Linked DNA regions of Mus musculus: region 1 is linked to region 2. A link is a contact called in public HiChIP or PLAC-seq data. All regions are on one chromosome and are shown on one strand. The core of a region is the stretch at or near the end of the contact, and the rest is flanking DNA. Distances in the headings are between cores, read along the strand shown. Region 1 has its middle 22 kb from the start of Dkk1. Region 2 has its middle 10 kb from the start of Mbl2.

What was found. HiChIP or PLAC-seq counts read pairs in DNA pulled down with a chosen protein or histone mark.
Region 1: an H3K27ac HiChIP or PLAC-seq map of extraembryonic endoderm stem cells shows a contact between it and region 2. The contact joins two enhancer-like sites. A contact is called at or near these places in 5 of 39 promoter capture datasets (HPC-7-derived erythroid cells, embryonic stem cells, liver and 1 more), 1 of 15 datasets of contacts at CTCF or cohesin (the NIH/3T3 cell line), 3 of 115 datasets of contacts at active chromatin or transcription factors (embryonic basal ganglia, extraembryonic endoderm stem cells and trophoblast stem cells) and 2 of 9 other capture datasets (embryonic stem cells and liver).

What each region holds. Positions count from the first base shown.
Region 1 is chr19:30,526,186-30,528,885 of GRCm38.p6, reverse strand. No RefSeq gene overlaps it. Among named protein-coding and RNA genes, the nearest start is that of Dkk1, 22 kb to the left of the region's middle. Within about 2 kb of position 1,250, at least 5 of the 459 cell types and tissues checked have an H3K27ac peak or open chromatin away from gene starts, as enhancers often do. A contact at or near this core is called in extraembryonic endoderm stem cells, where this site is marked.
Region 2 is chr19:30,221,419-30,224,118 of GRCm38.p6, reverse strand. No RefSeq gene overlaps it. Among named protein-coding and RNA genes, the nearest start is that of Mbl2, 10 kb to the left of the region's middle. Within about 2 kb of position 1,273, at least 20 of the 459 cell types and tissues checked have an H3K27ac peak or open chromatin away from gene starts, as enhancers often do. A contact at or near this core is called in extraembryonic endoderm stem cells, where this site is marked.

The DNA of each region.
Region 1 (2,700 bases), core at 1-2,500, 300 kb before region 2:
TGCTCTCTTTTGACCCCCTTGGACTTTGCATTACTCCCAGATCAGATCGCCTTTGTTTGCAGAGCCAGTTCCCTTGGTGTATCATTCACATGATTCTTCTATAAGCATTGATCAGATACAGAGCTTTCCACCTCTCATCTGCCGCCTCATCTTCCTGCCTCTTCCAACATATAGTCCAAAGATCTCCAAGGAGAACACGTGAGAACTTCCTACAACTGAGAAATCTGTTTAAATTGTTTCCCCCTCATTTGTATTCTTATCAGGGTGGTATTTTGAGGTCACTTTCCCATAAGCCTTCACATTCTCCCTTGGTGGTATTGGGTTTCTATATGGCCATTGTTATTGTTTATAAAATAAATGCTGCTAAGTTGCCTTCAAACACTTCTAAGTTAAAAATATCTTCATGACACTATGCATTTCTAAATTTAAAGTTTAAGTCACAAGTAGCTCTTTAAAAAGCTTTAAAAAGTAGTCTATAGGAATAACAATATCAACCAACTAGAGCCGCCAGAGCTCCGAGGGACTAAACCACCAACCAAAGAGTACACTTGCAGGGACCCATGGCTCCAGGCACTTATGTAGCAGAGGACAGCCTTATCTGGAATCAAAGGGACAGGAGGCCCTTAGTCCAGTGGCGACATGATGCCCCAAGGCAGGGGGTGGAAGGTGGGTGGGGGAGCTCCTTCATAGAAGCAGGGGGGAGGGAGGGATGGGACAAGGAGATTACGGAGAGGAAAATGGGAAGGGGGAAGACATAAAAAAAATAGTTCAGTCTCACTATAAACATCACTTTACAAATCTTACCCTAATTCCTGCGTTATTGTGAAAATTCAATCTTGAATCAAAACCAACAGGGGTTTTGTCAATGACTTTTTTTATATTCAAAAGGGAAAACTGTGAAGTATATTTGTAATTAGTTCTATTTGATCTACTCATTTGAAAAATTGAAGAATAAAAAGATAGAACTTAAAGGAGCCTATTAGATTAATAAACTTAGAAAAGCCCTTCAGGGTAAGACAGCAGACTAGCCACCTGCTCTGCTATTATAGAAACCCTGGTTTTGATCTTGGATCTACTTAAGATGTCCTCAGCGTTATTTGTAGGAATCTACCTGGCAGTACTGAATACTTAAGAATGAGAAAACTCTGTTATCCTTGTGGACAGAAGCCTTGCATAATCCTCTGAGAGGCTCCACCCAGCAGTTGACTGAAACAGATGCAGAGACCCACAGCCAAACATTGATTGGATGGAGCTGGGGACTCTTAGGGAAGTTTCCTGAAGGATTGAGGGCCTGAAGCAGATAGGAACTCCACACCTGGACCCTTGGGGGCATTCAGAGATTGAACCACCAACCAAAATGCATACACAGCCTGGACCTAGGACACCCCACCCCCACCCCCACACATATGCAGCTCCGTCTTTATGTGGATTCCCCAACAACTGGAGTGGAGGGCTCTCTCTAAAGCTGTTGCCTGCCTGTCTATGTAACCTGCTCCCTTAACTGGGATACTTAGTCTGGCTTCAGTGAGAAAGGATGCGCCTAGGCCAGCAGAGACTTGATATGCACGCAGGGGGTGGTGGGTGGGGTGAGGGGGAATATTCTACCCTCTCAGAGGAGAAGGGTTTTGGGAGGAGGAACTGTGTGAGGGAGGGACAGGGTGAGGGTAAAATGAGAAAGCACATATAAAAAGAGTGAACCCGAACCTTGTCCAGGATGCATTGACTGTGTCCACGCCAGCTACAGTACTAAGAGTTTTCAATGGATTTGGCTCTATAGCATAATTGCCACACAGATATTCAAATTGTGGTCACTTTATGTGACTTTTCTCAAATCAGACCACTGGACAAAGGTAGACACAAATGCCTAACTAAGTGCAGAACTCAGGCTTTGAATTTTGACTAGCCCTCCTCTTCTCATAGAATTAAGTAGATAAGAATTGTATATTCGGGAGTGGAATCTAAAAGATTAGCTTTGGACCCTTATCAAGTTGCTTGAATTCTAATCTTCATTTATCTTATCACTGCATTCAGAATAGTGGTACCTCCCTAGTAGCCTATTTATGAAGTACTGATAGTTCTGGAACAAAGTAAGTATTTAATAAATGCTTACTAAATATTAAGTGATCTTAAAATGGTTAATCTTAAAAGGCTAATCTCTCCCCTTGAAGCTTTATGAATGTATATTTTAAGCAAATTTCAATATATTGATGATTACAAAATGTGTTTATTTGAAAGTATTGACTTCAACTAAGATAGTCTTTCTTATTTTTGAAAATACTAAAAGAACAGTACAATAAATTCAATTACAAACAAACTTCAAACTACAACCATGAGCTACGTCACTGTTTCCTAGGTAGAACTTGCTTAAAGCATTTCAAACAAAGCTGCAGATATCGGGCAATACTCCCAAGTTATTTTAGCAGATATTTCCTAAGGACGAGAACGTGTTTTGAGATTGCCATACTAACATTATTAAGCGTAATAAACTTAACCTCAACAGTAACACTTAATGTGAAATCTATATTCCATTTCTACAGCTGCCCACCACCTCGCCTCTCTCCCACCACACAGGTCCCTATTATTCGCCTTTAATTTTGGACCTAATACCAAAGCATAAATTGCAGTTGGTTGTCATGTCTTTGACAAATAAAAACAACCTTATTTATCTTTTCATGGTATTGATGTTTAAAAAGAGTTTGA
Region 2 (2,700 bases), core at 24-2,523:
TATTGACTTCCAGAGTGGTTGTACCAGCTTGCAGTCCCACCAGCAATGGCGGAGTGTTCCTCTTTCTCCACATCCTCTCCAGCATGTGTTGTCACCTGCATTTTTGATCTTAGCCATTCTGATTGGTGTGAGGTGAAATCTCAGGGTCATTTTGATTTGTATTTCCCTGATAACTAAGGATGTTGAACATTCCTTTAAGTGTTTCTCAGCCGTTTGAGACACACATGGTATGTACTCACTGATAAGTGGATATTTGCCCAAAAGTTCACCATGCACATGACGCAACCCACAGACCAGATGGACCTTAAGAGAAAGGGAAGACCAGGGTGTGGATGCTTCAGTCCTTCATTGAGAGGGGAACAGGATGATCTTGGGAGGTTTGGGGGGAGAGCAAACAAGAAGGGGCAGGATCAGGTACTGGAAGGGACAGGAGACAGGTACAGAGGGTCAGGAAATCAAATAAAAATATGTAGCAGTAGGGGTGAGGAACTGGGCATAGCCACTGGAGGGTCCCAGACTCCAGGGAAATGAGAGGCTCCTAGGACAGGGATGGCTTTAGCCAAAACGTGCAGAGAAGGAGAGATAGAACCTGTAGAGACGCCTGGCATGGTGGAGCACGCCTTTAATCACAGCACTCGGGAGGCAGAGGCAGGCGGATTTCTGAGTTCAAAGCCAGCCTGGTCTACAAAGTGAGTTCCTGGATAGCCAGGGCTATACAGAAAAACCCTGTCTCGAAAGAAAAAAAAAAAAAAAAGAGCCTGTAGAGACCACCTCCAGTAGATAGACACAGCCCTCAGTCAAGGGGTGGGGCCACTCACCCTTCTCAAAGTTTTTAACCCAGAAATGTTCCTGTTCAAAGAAAGAACAGGGACCAAAAAAAAAAAAAAAAGGAGTAGAGCCTGAAAGAAGGGCCATCCAGGGACTGCCCCACCTGGGGATCCCCCCTCATGTCTGCAGACTCCAAACCCGACACTGTCGTCCTTGCCAAGAAGTCCTTGCTGACAGGAACTAAAGGAACCTAGTGGGGAAATCCCCACTCAACTCCCAATTTGGCGTGCACCCAAGAATCACGAACAGAACAGAACGCCTTGATGTAAAAACATGAGGTAGTTTAATGGCGGAGCTCTGGGTAGAAATGTATCTCACGCAGGAGACAGCAGTTTCGACCACGAGGCTTGGAAGCTAGGGGTTTTTGTAGAAAAGGGGCTGGGGCTGGGGGAGGAATTGGCACGGTTTCCCATGATTGGTTCATTTAAACATCATCAGCCTGTTAACATTTAACTTAGGTCAGAAGGGCAGGAGATAGGGAGGCGCTGGGCCAGGTGTGTGTCATTCTCTTTATCTCTCTTTATCTTTATGTCGAAGCAGCCTCAGGAATGTCTTAATGACGGGCCTGCCCGGGCATGTCCTGGCCTGTTCTGCTATGTTCTTAGCCCCAGGTTTCAAAGCTCACAAACAACTCTTTGGGCTATTTGACATACATTACAGGAATCACAGGTCTCAAGTTTTTATTTTCTTTCAGAACCTGGTGTGGCTGTTCCTTGGGAGGATTGGCCAGCAACTGACCAAAGCTAATGTGGATGTTTAGAACCAACCATCAGACTGAGCTCAGGAAACCTGTTCAGGGAGCTGGAGGAAGCACTGGAGGAGTGGAAGGGGATGGTAACACCATAGAAAGAACAAGATCTGAGGCTGGCTGGACCACCCAGTGCTCGCATAGACTAAACCACCAACTAAGGAGTGTACAGGGAGGGATCCATGACTCCAGATAAATATGTTGCATATGAGGGCCTTGTCTGACATCAGTGGGAGGGGAGTCCCTTGGTCCTGTGGAGGTCTGATGCCCCAGTGTAGGAGGATACTTGAACAGTGGGGCAGGAGAGTGTGGGTGGGTGGGAGAGCACCCTCATAGAGGCAAAGGGGAGGGAGGTAGGAGAGGACAGATGTGGGACAAGGGATTTGTGGAGGGGTAACTAGGAAGTGGGATATTCACTGCAATATAAACAAATGGATGATTATTTAAAAAAAAAAAACAGCTAATAAATATTGTCAAAAGTGTTCAAATATCCTTAGCTACCCGGGAAATGTAAATTAAAACTATTTTGTAATTCCATTCATCCCAGTCAGAATGACTATAATAGAGAAAACAAATGACAACAATTACTAGTAAGAGTGTGGTTGTGTTCACACTCTCAACATTGGTGGGAGCGCAAACCAGTGTAATCACTATGCAAATCAATGTCGAGTTTTCTTGGAAAGCTAAAACTAGAATGACCATAGAACCCAGCTACACCAGGCCTGAACAAAGGGACACCTACTGTGCCTGAGCAAATGCCTACTATGAGAATATCTGCATATTCAAGTTCCTTGCTGCTCTACTCATAATAGCTAGGATCCAGCCTAGATGTCCACCAACTGATGAATGGTTAATGAGCACGCGACACACAGATGCAATGGAATCTTACTTGGCTGTAAACAAAACATGAGTTTTGCAGACAACTTGAGAGACTTGGAAGCTATTATACTAAGGTAGCCCAAGCCCAGAAGGACCAATGTTGCATGTTCTTTCTCATGGCAAGTCTAACCTATTTACAATTGCTTATTATCTGTCCGCGCTTTTTCACTTGCTCTCTGTGTAGGAGCAGGTGTTTGGGTTTTGTTTGCAGGACTTGAGTTTTTTGTTTGTTTGTTTGTTGTTTA